Linked DNA regions of Mus musculus: region 1 is linked to region 2. Evidence: chromatin contacts called from public HiChIP or PLAC-seq data. All regions are on one chromosome and are shown on one strand. Each heading gives the region's core, a stretch centred on a gene start, on an enhancer-like site or on the middle of the called end of the contact. The rest is flanking DNA. Distances are from core to core; before and after follow the strand shown. Region 1 overlaps Tspo (translocator protein). Region 2 holds the start of Arfgap3 (ADP-ribosylation factor GTPase activating protein 3).

Region 1 (2,700 bases), core at 88-2,587, 230 kb after region 2:
TAACTCTGGCCGGCGAGGGGGCTCCCGGCTCCCAGAGTGAAGGCACCCAGCCATCAGGAATGCAGCCCTGCCAGCCAGGCACCATGGGTGGCAGCCATCATGCTTTTATGACCATTGGGCCTGCTGGTCTACCTGGTCTTAGCCCAGGAAGCCACCAGGTAGGTTAGGGTGGTCAGTGCCGAGTCTCCTGCAGACACAGTTATACCTGCCTTTCTGCACTGCTCCAGGCATGCCCTTAGAGCATGGTGTTTTAAAGCTAAATAAAGTCTCTAACTTCATGTGTAACAGACTCTGTACTTAGTGGAACATCTGGCCTGTTGGACAGGCAGATGGTGGGTGGCAGCTAAGCAGGATGGTTCTGCTGCTGAGGCTGGGCCTGTCTGGGCTGGTACCACCCAGGTTCTCCACCTAGGGTGACCCAACTGGCAGGAAGAGGGTAAATTCCAGCACCCTTTCACCTGCTTCAGCCTGCTTCCATAGGCCTCATGGGTATACAGGGCACAAATGACCCATCAGGTATCACAGGCAACCATGTTGGACATTTTGATGGGTAGTGCACCCAAGACTTGGGAAGGGCTTCTTGGCAGTGCTCTTCATAGCGCTCCAGCAACTCCCTAGTGATCTGAAATGGGGGTCACGCGCCACCTACAAATGTGCTTCCCTTGCCCACCACTGGAGGCACCTTCTCTTCTATGCTGTCACCAGCTCAGATGACAATGGCTTTCTGCAGCCTTTAATGAGAAGGGCACTTGGCCTACTGGTTTAGACTGGTCTCTGGCTTGTGCTTATTCCCACAGCACAGGCCTTAAACTTTTACCCCAGCCAACTGTCAGCATGGAAGCCATGTTGATTTAGGATTAGAGGGTGCTAGAAACACTTGAGTTTGTGGTCAGCCACTGGCATCTCCCAGGCGGCCAGGCCAGGGCCTACAGAGCTCAGCTGCCTACTTCCTTCTTCAGCAACACCGCTGTGGCTACCTAGGCTCTCCAGCCTGCTGCACATGCCCACCTTGAGCACGTGCTGGCCTTTGATGACCCCTTAAGTGGAGAGAGCGACCAGGGTGTGGATGAATACCAGGAGGATTTGTCAGAGGTATAACCACTGTCTCTACAACTGGCTGGTGGCCAAGCCTGATGCTGGGCCAGCTGGTGCATGTGAAGTACCTGACTTCTTTAGAAGACTTTTAAATTATATTTTTGTGTGTACATGCCTGTCCAGTCACATGTCCCATGGTATACACATGGAGGTCAGAGGACAACCCGTGGGAGTTGGTTCTCTCTCCTGTAGCTCCCAGGGAAGTCTTCAGGCTTGGCAGCAGGCATTTTTACTCGGTGAGCTGTCTTGCTGGTCCTCTGCCAGCCCCCAGAGCCTCTTGACTACCTCATGAATTATGGCCTCTCATCCCCACTCCAGAACAAGGAGGTAACATAGAGAATGCTATTTCTCAAGGCCACCAGGTGGGACCAAGCCTCAGACCCTGCGGCCCCCAACGCCCCCTTGGGTTGGTAGTGTGGACTGGTCAGGTCAGATCTCTTCTCCAGCTTGGAACTGGGACTCTAACTAGGAAGCTAGACTGCCTTAGGGAGCTCGGAGGTCTTTCTTTTCCTTCTCATTTCTCAAAGCACACGTGGTGACATGTTGGGTCTGCTTGCAACCTTGGAGGGACACAGCCGCCCTGCCAGCCCAGCCCAGGCCTCTAGGGCCCCAAAGAGAAAAGACCAGGTGGAAAGGAGGCGTATTTTACTGCAGTATAAAAGGGCAGATGCCAGCCGCTTTCCAGGGGTGCGACCACCACAAGTGTCTCTACCCTGACCCTGATGGTGGCGGGGGCAGGCTCCCTAACAGGTGGCCTACAAGCCCAGAGATGAGCAGGAAGAACCATGTCCAGTCATGCTAAGAGAAGGTCACTTTTACCTTCACAAGTACAACAGCCACCACAGTGTCCCACCCGAACAGTAGGACATCTGGAAGGAGCTCCTGCCCACTCTTAACTTCCTGGGGGCAGGATCCCAGCGCCCAGCAGTTACAGAAGCAATGGTGGCTGACTTCAAATTCCAGCAACAAAATTAGGAACTCCACGTAACATTGTCTTTCCTGCAGGTTGAAGGAAAACCAAACCCAAAACCTTAACACTAGGACTCTGAACTTTGGCAAGAGGCAGCCTGATTCCCACATGAAGTTCTCTCCAGAGCCATCTTAGCCGCTCTGGCATTTCCACAGCCACTCCTGCTTGGATTCTGCCATGAAATGTCACAGCCCTAGAGCAACCTAGCACCCTGTCTACCACAAGAGCACAGTGGGACTTGGTGAGGTACCAACATGCAGAGACCATGGGACTCTGCATAGCCCAGCTTCCCAGAAGGGAAACACCCAGGGTAGGCATGGCTGAGAAGTCTGCTGGTGAAGGCTCTGGCGGAGGATGCCGAGGCATAAGGCCGGGTTGGCAAATGTTTCCCCTTGGCTGTTCTGGGGCCTGTGGGTGCAACACAGGGTTCCCGTACCCTGCTTGCAGCAGCCATGGGACAGGAGGGCAGAGATTCTGAGAGTACTCCCTGGCCCTTGTGGATACCGGGTTCCCAAACACTTCCCTCGTCGAACCCTGTTTCTGCAGAACATTTCTTGGTCTGCGAACTTTCTGGATGCCAGGAGAAAAGCCCTTAGCTGAGCTGCAGACTCTTCAGAGAAGAGAGGGCGTTAAGA
Region 2 (2,700 bases), core at 129-2,628:
ACGGCTGTGCCCATTAACAGATGGTTCCTCAGAGGTGAAGGTGGCAACCAGATGGAACTTGGAGAGGGGTGGGGAGAGTCCACAGTGACACGACAGCCCTTTGCACTCCTCGGGTTCCACCCTACTCCGTCATCCTAAGGAAGTAGACACCTTAACCCTGTGTATCAAAACAACACTGCCAGCCACATGCTAAAAGTTATGAGGCCCAGTGGTTGGGGGTGGGGTCTGTGTGTGTGTGTGTGTGGGGGGGGTCACATAAGGGGAAGAAAAAAATTGTAGGGACAGACCTCAACCTACAGAGGGATGAACGTGAGTTTTAGTGAGCTTCCTCAGGAACCCAGAGAGCTGGCAACCAGGGAAGAGAACCTTAGCTCTACTGGACTGGGAAACAGGCTGCCACCGAAGGACAATGGTGACAAAAATCCAACAGGTCCCCAGCCCTGAAGAACACTCAAGACAAGGTCCATGGTGGGGGGAGAAGCCCTTCTTTCCCAGAACTTAGCACCACTTAGAGTTCTGACCCCTGGGTCTAGGTGGCTGGGATTTTTACCTTTGTTCACAGAGGCCAGAAGGAGTGAACTCTGCCTCACCAGCCTTCTCAGAGCCCAGCTACACACTTCCAACATCTGTTTCCTCCACCCTACCATGTCTGTGCTTCTGGGTCAAGGTGCTCTGTTCTCCAGACCCCTAGACACCCCTAGATGCTATGAACTAGCCTTCTCTCTAAGCCCCCAGGTAGTCTGGCGTCTGGGTAACCTGGACACTCCTAGAGGTCCATACCCCAGTCCTCTCTCTGCCATGAAATGCACTGGTCTCCTGTTCCAGATGTCCATGCCCCAGTCTTCTGTCTATCCCCAGGTGTTCTGGCCTCTGGTGGCGGACACCCCAACTGTCCATGTCCCAGCCCCCCCTGTGACCCCAGACGCTCTGCCCTAGGATGCTAGACATCCCAGATGTCCATGCCCCAGTCCTGTGACCCCAGGCTCTCTGCCTTTTAGTCCTGGACATCCTCCGGATGCCCATGTCCCTGTGCCCCAGGCGCTAAGCCCCTGGTGGGCGCCCCCTTTTCCTCCCCTTGCTGACGAAGGTTGGGGAGCGGCGGCTGCCAGGCCCACAGTGCGACGTGTCACAGGCCGGGCGGCTCCTCCCACGGCCGCGGCCACACCGGGGTCCGGCGGGCCGCGGGGTCCCAAGCCCGCCTGCGGCCGTTACCTTGTTAGTGGGCACCGAGCGCAGGCGCTTGAAGATGGCCAGGATGTCCTGCTTGCTGGGGTCCCCCATAGTCACTGAGAACTGAGGTGAAGCAGTCCCCGACAACCGGGAAGAGACAAGGAGTAGCGGTTGCCGCCTCCCGGAGACCGAGGGGCGGGGCTGCGCGTGACGACAAGCCCCGCCCCTGCCGCGCCCAGGCTCCGCCCACAAGCGGGCGCACGCGCCGTTCTCCTTCACTCGGTGAGGTCCCTCGGCGCCACTGGTTTCTCCGGGTTCCAATTTCGAAGTCGGGCGCGGCAGGCGCATGCGCGGACGCTCGGACAACTCCCACCCCTCCGCAAACCTTCCCCAGATCTCAGCGTTAGTTAGGGTCCTGCAGTGTGGGATAGGAACCCCAGGCTTTGCGCAGGGAGCATCGGGCTTACCCACCGGACTCACCAGCATACCGTTGCCGGCCCGTGGCCAGTCTCACACCTATCCCTCAGGATGGGAGAGCCAGCAGGTCTCATCCTCATGGATCCTGCATAGTAGTAGTGTGTGTTTGTACTCTTTCTCAGCTAAAGTCAAGCCCTGAGTGATAACCTACAGGAAACTGCTGTCCCATTTTTCTCTCTCCCATCTGGGAAACCCAGGCTGGCCTAGAGCACACTGTGTAGTCCAAGGCTGGACTTGAACTGGAGATATTCCTGTTTTAGCGTCTTGCTGCTCAGATTACAGGTCTGCACCAAGCCATACTGGCTTGATAATCTTGTAATTATAAAGTCTGTTCTGTTCACGGAGAGAGAGTGCTTGCCTGTAGGCAACAAGTTCTATCAGGGTCAGAACTGAGAAGTCTAGAAAGACCAGAAACAAGTCTGTGTTTAGTGCTTGGGGCTCCAGTTAAACCTTGGATAATATTAGTAGCTGGAAGGTTTGAGCTTGGGAGCAGGTGCCTCTTTTACAGCGGTCAGGGTGGAGCAGCTGGCAAACATGACCTTAGGTAGAGCATAATAGAAGAAAAACAGGTTTTGGTATCAAGTGCTAAGCCCCAGCTTCTGTCCCAGTTCAACTGGTTGCTTCCCAGCAGGGCTGCTGTAGGCACTTCCTAGCATTCACCTGTATGAAGGAGTTGGAGATGAAATATGTTGACCAGAGCAGCACTGCAGCTTCAGGGATGTTCTGAAAACGGTCTTGGTGTCAAGTTGGGACCTCATATAGGCTGTACAAGGACAGGAACTGGCACAAGACACACAAAGTTCTCAGCAGAGTGACAAAAGGGCAGGGAATAAGAGACAAAGACAGGAGATAGAGCAAGAGGAAGAAGTGAAAAGGAGGGAGAGGGGGACGGGTTATTTGCTCCAGAGGGACAAAGGACTGCTTCTGGATAGAGAAGAGACAGCCTTGGCGTATTGGCAAATGGCAGTTCATAAAGGTAAAAGAAGAAACCCCTTTAGGATAAGTTTATTTTATGGGGCATGCTAATTAGGTGAACCAAGGTAGGGGGTGGAT

What was found. HiChIP or PLAC-seq counts read pairs in DNA pulled down with a chosen protein or histone mark.
Region 1: a contact with region 2 is called in a FOXA1 HiChIP or PLAC-seq map of pancreatic cancer cells. The contact joins the enhancer-like site here to the promoter of Arfgap3 in region 2. A contact is called at or near these places in 3 of 39 promoter capture datasets (erythroid cells, liver and neutrophils), 1 of 484 Hi-C or Micro-C datasets (neutrophils), 8 of 115 datasets of contacts at active chromatin or transcription factors (acute myeloid leukemia, bone marrow-derived dendritic cells, bone marrow-derived macrophages and 5 more) and 3 of 9 other capture datasets (adipose tissue, liver and macrophages).

Annotation. Positions count from the first base shown.
Region 1 is chr15:83,573,919-83,576,618 of GRCm38.p6, forward strand. Tspo (translocator protein) reads left to right here. Exons shown (of 4, transcript NM_009775.4): 4 at 1-285. The coding sequence ends at 40. It overlaps Ttll12 (tubulin tyrosine ligase-like family, member 12), which reads right to left. Exons shown (of 14, transcript NM_183017.2): 14 at 1,176-2,700. Among named protein-coding and RNA genes, the nearest start is that of Tspo, 12 kb to the left of the region's middle. Within about 2 kb of position 1,338, at least 66 of the 459 cell types and tissues checked have an H3K27ac peak or open chromatin away from gene starts, as enhancers often do. A contact at or near this core is called in adipose tissue and pancreatic cancer cells, where this site is marked.
Region 2 is chr15:83,348,869-83,351,568 of GRCm38.p6, forward strand. It overlaps Arfgap3 (ADP-ribosylation factor GTPase activating protein 3), which reads right to left and starts at 1,379. Exons shown (of 16, transcript NM_001357756.1): 1 at 1,213-1,379. The coding sequence starts at 1,281.